2 separate regions of the Mus musculus genome follow, and region 2 is linked to region 1. The links are chromatin contacts, called in public HiChIP or PLAC-seq maps. All regions are on one chromosome and are shown on one strand. Each heading gives the region's core, a stretch centred on a gene start, on an enhancer-like site or on the middle of the called end of the contact. The rest is flanking DNA. Distances are from core to core; before and after follow the strand shown. Region 1 holds the start of Wee1 (WEE 1 homolog 1 (S. pombe)). Region 2 has its middle 40 kb from the start of Swap70.

Region 1 (3,489 bases), core at 482-2,981:
CTTAAAAAAAAAAAAAAAACCAAAACCTCAGATGAACTGAGAATCTCAGAAGAGTTGACATTGACAAGCTGATAAAAGTTGCCCACAAGAAGATCACTATAACAACCTCCTTTGTATTTATGCTTTTGAGATACTATTAAGTGGAACAGATCTGCATATGGAAACTTCCACTCTAGAAGTTCTCTTTGAAACTGCCAAACTCACTGGCCTGCGTTGTTCTAAGTAAAGGGCAATTTGCTTCTGTTGAGCTCAATCTTACTTTCAGGTCACCCTGATCAACCCATCTAACAGCAATGTCAGAACTCCCAAGTCAAATGGATCCCTGTGAGTTAGTGGTCAGCTAGGGCTACACAGTTTTCTTATCTTGAAAACAAAACAAGACAAAACCAAACCAAACCAAACCAAAGATCAGTCCATCAGCCTGGCCTGGCAGGTGCACAGGTCTATAATCCCAGCACTCTGGAGGTGGTTCAAATAATCGGGCTACACGGCAAAGGCAGGTCTCAAAAACAAAAATCAGTTTGACTTTTCAGCCTTTGAAGTGTTAAAAAAAGCTCACACACACATTAGTACTCCTAACTACAGTAAATGACAACAGAAGAGTATAATAGGCTATTATCCAGATAATGTGAATCTACATTAAAAAACATCAAGCTTTCTACTGATGGCCTCAGTTCCCCAAAAGTGGGTTCTAATTTCCTAGTGAAAAAGAAACCTACTTTTCTGTATGACAGTCTGGCCTCAGTAATTCCCACTCCAGCAGAGAATGCTAAAAAAAAAAAAAACAAAACCGTAACAAGGAGAAATGATTGATCATAGCATACAAAATAGGAACACACTTGTTGTAAACAGATTTAAGTTACGGTTGAGAAGGTTGTGGAAACTTATTTTTTCCTGGAAATTATGAGACAGGACCACTACAGAGCAAAGGGGTTTTAAACTTCTGGTCCTCCTGCCTCAGCTTCCAGACTGTTTGAATCACAGGTGTGTGCGCCAGCACTCACCTCTGTTACACTTCAGTTTTGTTTTGTTTTTTTTCTCTCCCGGGACCAATCAGTTTGGCTAGCGCACTCTCACGTGTAAGCGAACAAATATAAACACCACGGTTGCAGGTCAGGCATTCGGGCTTGTGGCAGGACCAATTATCACGGATAAGTCTGGCTGTGAGGGACACAAGACTGTGTGAGAGGCCACCTCTGTGTCCTAGTCCTGCAGCTCATTATCTGAGTTTCGCGCTGGGCAAGGTCCAGAGCTCGGTCACTGTTTCCGGCTCGGACCGCGACTATAGAACGTGACTGGACACAGCCACGCCCAGAACGCCCCAGGGGTCGGGCCTCAGAACCTGGGGTTGGACCAGGCTTCTAGGCGTCCCCAAAGGCTGCACGGTGTCCGGATGCTTCTGAACCCGGAGACAGGGAGGCCGACCCAAGGCCAGCACTGGGCAGTAGCCGCCGTCCTCTCGCCCCTCCTCGCAGGGCGGCTCCCGGCAGGCTCCGGTCCTCTAAACATAGACTCTGGGTGGGGTTCTGTGCAATCCAGGCCCACTCATTGGCCCGGGATGCCGCGACCCGCCCACGACTGGCGGCGCGCCTAGGCTGTGGGGCGGAGTCAGCGAGTTCCCGCCAAAATCGCGTAGCTGGTTCCTCCCCCGTGGGCTACGTCGCGCCCTCCCTGTTTTTTCAAACCGGGGCTGGGCGGGGATTGGTGGGCTGGGCCCTCACGTGGTTAACGGTCGCGGGAAGCCGCGGAACCCGAACTTGCGGACGAACTTGCGGAGCCTTTCGCCAGCACTGGACCGGCCAGTCTCCGCTGGACATCCCGCGCCGCAGCCGTCGCCGTCGCCCCGTCGTGAGCTTGACGGGCCTCGGAGTTGCCGCCGCGCAGGCCCGCTGCAGCCTCAGCCCGGCGCGCCCGATCGCACGTGGCGGACCCGCCCCCTGTGCCAGCCGCGACCTGGACGCCGCCGGCCTCTGCTCGCCGGTCCTGTGTTCTCCCGTGCTCCGCCGTGACTGCAGCCGGGAAATGAGCTTCCTGAGCCGACAGCAGCCGCCGCCCACCCGCCGCGTAGGAGCCGCTTACAGTCTGCGGCAGAAGCTCATCTTCTCGCCGGGCAGCGACTGTGAGGAAGAGGAGGAGGAGGAGGAGGAAGGCAGCGGCCACAGTACGGGGGAGGACTCGGCCTTCCAGGAACCGGATTCGCCCCTGCCTTCTGCACGCAGCCCTGCCGAGGCCGAGGCCGAGCGCCGCCGTCGCTCGCCCGGCGCGGAGCCCAGCAGCCCGGGAGAGCTGGAGGACGACTTGCTGCTGCAGGGCGGCGGCGGAGGCGCGCAAGCGGCGGGTGGAGGCGCCGAGGGCGACTCTTGGGAGGAGGAGGGTTTCGGCTCCTCGTCGCCCGTCAAATCACCTTCGACCGCCTACTTTCTGAGCAGCCCGTTCTCGCCAGTGCGCTGCGGCGGCCCAGGGGATGCCTCCCCGCAGGGTTGCGGGGCTCCGCGAGCCATGGACGACCCCTGCTCGCCGCAGCCCGACTACCCGAGCACCCCTCCGCACAAGACCTTCCGCAAGCTGCGCCTGTTCGACACGCCGCACACTCCCAAGGTAATGGAGGGGGCGGAGGAGCCGGCTCCAGGGCCTTTAAAAAAAAAGGCCGCGGCGCTGCAGCCCTGCGCGCCACTGCCCGGGTTCGGTTACATAACCGCCCCGCCGCACCCCGCTCGCTGTCCTGCGCCGCCACTCAAAAAAAAAAAAAAAGTTGGCAGCCCCCCTTTTTGGCTCTGCCTAGAAGTTGTCGGTTAAGATTATGTAACTGAACAATGGGCCTGGTCTGTAACTACTCCACTTTACAAAGGGCCTGGTCCCCGCTGTCCAGGTGGTTGAGTATTGGGTCTCGGTGGTCCGGTGTGCCAGGGTGCCGGATTGCTGCTGGCCACCTGACACTCCGAGCCATATGGTGCCTGTTAAATCCGGTGTCCGGGCCTGTAATTTGGGGGGCACGGATGGAAGGAGTTAGGTTTATTAAAGGGTTTGTTCCAACCCCCTGGACTTGTGGTTCCATGTGATATGGCATTAGAGATTCTGCGCGTCCTTTTGAGTCTCTGTGTTTACCGTCGTGAACTCATGGATATTCCAGGTTGCTTTTGATTGTCTTTCGGGATTTAGTATTACGGAAGCTTTGTGTTTATTCTGGAGTTTCCCCTGCCGTTTTGTTGGTCTGTGTGTCAAAACTAATGTGTCTTAAAGCAGAGTGTGTTCAGAACCCGTTTGGAATAGCCGGTGAATATGCATACTGTCATGGTAATACTTGAGAAGTCACAAAAACATTAAGAGTAGACAATTTCCAAAATAAAGACAGGCATGGTACCTGTAAGTTTAACACGGGAAATAAGCCCCCCTTTTTTGAGAGAACGTTTCTCTGTGTAACCTTGGCTGTTCTGGAACCTACTTTGTAGGAACTAGGAACTCAGAGATCCTCCTGTCTCTGCCTCCCGA
Region 2 (3,489 bases), core at 420-2,919, 60 kb after region 1:
AAATATTTATATCACAGTTCATAACAGTAGCAAAATTACAGTTATGAAGTAGCAACAGGAAATAATTTATGGTTGGGGGGGTCACCATGACATGAGGAATCGTGTTAAAGGGTCAAAGCAGTAGGAAGGTTGAGAACCATTGCCTTAGGATCTAGTAGTAAGTGCCTATCCCTTAATGATGAGGAGACAGAGGCAGGAGGGCTAGAGTTGGGAGTCAGACTAAATAGTGTCCTTTGGTCTCTCCTTAAAAGAAGTTTGTGGACAAAAACTCTTATTGTTTAAAACAAAACAAAACAAAACAAAACAAAACAAAACAAAACAAAACACCGGGCAGTGGTGGCACATGCTTTTAATCCCAGCACTTGGGAGGCAGAGATAGGCAGATTTCTGAGTTCGAGGCCAGCCTGGTCTCGTGAGTGCCAGGACAGCCAGGGCTACACAGAGAAATCATGTCTCAAAAAACCAAAATCAAACAAACAAAACAAACCTCTTGTCTTGTCTTTCTTTCTTTCTTTCTTTCTTTCTTTCTTTCTTTCTTCCTTCCTTTTTCTTCTTCCTTCCTTCCTTCCTTCCTTCCTTTCTCTCTCTCTCTCTCTCTTTCTTTCTTTCTTCCTTTCTTTTTTTAAGTTTTATTTTTAGCTTCATGCATGTCTGTGCACAAGAGTGGGTCAGACTTCCTGGAGCTGGAGTTCCAGGCACTCATGAGTCACCTGATGTGTGCATGCTGGGAACTGATGCAGGTCCCCTGGGAGCACAAGTGCTCCTAACAGCTAGGCCTTCTTCTTAGCTCCACACCCCTTCCTCTTATTTTTTATTTTTATTTTTTATGTGTTTGAGTGTTTTGCTTGTGTGTATTAAGTGTACCACAAGCTTGTAGTGCCTTGGAGGGCAGAAGAGGGCAGAGGGCCTTGGTGTGGGTGTAGGGAACTGACCCCCAGTTCTCTGACAAGCAGCCAGTACTCTTAACTGCTGAGCCATCTCTCTGGCCTCCCTACTTTTTTTTTTTTTTTTTTCCTTCTGTGTAGCCCTGGCTGTCCTGGAACTCACTCTGTAGAACAGGCTGGCCTCAAACTTAGAGATGCACCACCCTCTGCCTCCCTAGTCCCTAGCTTAAAGGAGTATGCCAACACTGCCTGGCATTTTTTGTTTTTAAACATAGTTTAATACATCCAGATCTAACCTTGAGCTCCCTATGACCTTGAACATCCACCGGAACTACAAGGTACCACACCACCACGGCCCCCCTCCACCCCAGTTTTAAATATGACAAGAACAGCTAGTGACAAGAGCTATGCAGCAGTTAGTGGAATGCATAAGGAAGAGTCAGGTGTAGTGACTCAGAGATGGAGGCAGGACTTCAAGGCTAGCCTTGGCTACCTGAGACCTAAGTCCAAAACGAAATAAAGAACCCCCACCCCTAATAATTAAAATATGATGTACGTGGGGAATTGAGGTTCATGCTGACAACAGCAGAGAGAGCTAGATAGTGAGGGTGAGGTCTGAGCATGCGCACCAACAGATGCCCTTGAGCGGAGAAGGGAGGGGTAAGATGGTCGTGTGGACACCTGGGGAAGAACTTCCAGACAAAAACTTCAAGGGTAAAGCAAACCTGTCTGGTTTTCATACGGGGAGATCTGGGAAAGGAGTTCAGTAAGGCCAGTCGGCCTGGAGCTAGAGGGGGAGGGGAAAGGGCTAGGCGGTAAACCAGGGAAAGTGAGGGCCAGCTCTGGCTTCAGCCTGGGGTGAAAAGAACGGGAAGATTCTGAGCAGAGGTTAGTTGTTGTTATTTGTCTGTTTGGTTTTGTTGTTTGTTTGTTTTGAGAACGTTTCTCGCAATCCACACTGGCCTAGAACTCTACATCACCAAGGCTGAGATTGACCTCCAAATCTTCCTGTCTCTACCCACACGTGCTATGACAGGCATGAGCCTATTATGTTTACGAACTAAAATAGCTGGAGCCCCCTAGCTCTGTAGAGCAGGAGGAATCCCACTAGCCTGAGGATAAAAAGGTCTCTATGGTTCTTTAAGGCTAGGAGGGGAAAATGCTTTTTTTCTCCCAAATATTGCTCTTTTTACCGTTTCTTCTAAATTCACCCCCACAATCCCCCACAATACCTGGCTCTTCACACTTCTCCACGCTTTTACTGACTGACTGTTTCTCTTATGTGGTTTCTCTTATCTGAATTTGCCCCACCGTTCTGTCTTCTGCTTCTTAACTCACCTGAGTCCCCAGTTGCCTTAGTCTCTTTCCAAAGGGAAAGTATACGTTGTGAGGAATGTGGAAGGCTTGCCTCAGACGCTGCGCTGCTGTGGGTCTGTACCTCCTTCCTTTTGCTGGAACTTGGGAGCCACACATTTTAATTTGCTTTTGTGGTGCTGAGGATTGAACTCCAGCCTTGAAAAGCTGAGTAAGGGTTGTTGTGCCACTGAGCCAGCTGAGTTAAAACTTTAAATTAAGGTGCTGGAGAGAGGGCTCAGCAGTTAGGAGTGCATTCTGCTCTTGTAGACGACCCAGGATGGATATGGTGGCTCTCAACCCTCTGTGACTCCAGTTCCAGAGATCCTATGTCCTCCTCTGATTGCTGCAGGCACCAGGGACACATGGTGCATAGCCATACATGTGGGCAGAACACTCACACATACAAAACTGAATAAGTATACCTAAAAAAATGTTGCCAGTGGTAGAGCACACCTTTAATTCCAGCACACAAGAGGTAGAGGCATGTGGATCCTCTGTGAGTAAGTGGCCAGTCTGATCTACAAAGTGAGTTCCAGGACAGCCAGGGCTACACAGAGAAACCCTGCCTTTAAAAAGCTACCAACCAACCAAATATAAAAATAAATTTTATTAATTTAATTAATCAATTCTCGAGTATGTGTGTGTATGTGTGTGTCCACGCGCCCTATGCATGTGTATTCATTCTTCAAGGCTTGTATGTGAAGGTGGGTACTAGGGATTAAATTTGGGTTGTCAAGTTTGGTGACATTTCACCAGCCCAAGATTGTTTTTATATCTATTTATTTGTATGTGTGTGTGTCTGCTTGGAGTGCCTGTGTGTGTGACTGTGCACTCTTGTGTGCTCAAGGTGGCAGGAGGAGGCCCTGGAGCCCTTGGGGATGGAGTTACAGTTGTTTTGGCCTCATAATATGTAGCAACTACCCTTTACCCTGAGCCACCTCCCTAGCCCTAGAATTAAAATTTTATATATACACATATAATTACATATTATATGTATTTGGTCAGGCATAGTGGCTTATGTCTTTAATCCCTGCACTTGGGAGGCAGAGTCAGGAGGAGCTCTGTGAGTTCCAGGACAGCCTGGTCAATAAATGAGTTTCTAGCTATCCAGGACTGTATAGTGAGGTCCTATATTTAATTAAAAATAGCATTATTATTAGTTTATTGATAATTTCATACATGCATGCAATGTATTTTTATCATATTTACTCCCCCACTACTCTCCTAATTCTTTCCAGACCCACCCTCC

Evidence for each region. HiChIP or PLAC-seq counts read pairs in DNA pulled down with a chosen protein or histone mark.
Region 2: a contact with region 1 is called in an H3K27ac HiChIP or PLAC-seq map of embryonic stem cells, with 10 read pairs. The contact joins the enhancer-like site here to the promoter of Wee1 in region 1. A contact is called at or near these places in 4 of 115 datasets of contacts at active chromatin or transcription factors (the SCID.adh cell line, embryonic stem cells and heart atrium) and 3 of 9 other capture datasets (adipose tissue, liver and pancreatic islet).

Annotation. Positions count from the first base shown.
Region 1 is chr7:110,120,328-110,123,816 of GRCm38.p6, forward strand. Wee1 (WEE 1 homolog 1 (S. pombe)) reads left to right here and starts at 1,732. Exons shown (of 11, transcript NM_009516.3): 1 at 1,732-2,598. The coding sequence starts at 2,023.
Region 2 is chr7:110,180,097-110,183,585 of GRCm38.p6, forward strand. No RefSeq gene overlaps it. Among named protein-coding and RNA genes, the nearest start is that of Swap70, 40 kb to the right of the region's middle. Within about 2 kb of position 1,670, at least 39 of the 459 cell types and tissues checked have an H3K27ac peak or open chromatin away from gene starts, as enhancers often do. A contact at or near this core is called in the SCID.adh cell line and embryonic stem cells, where this site is marked.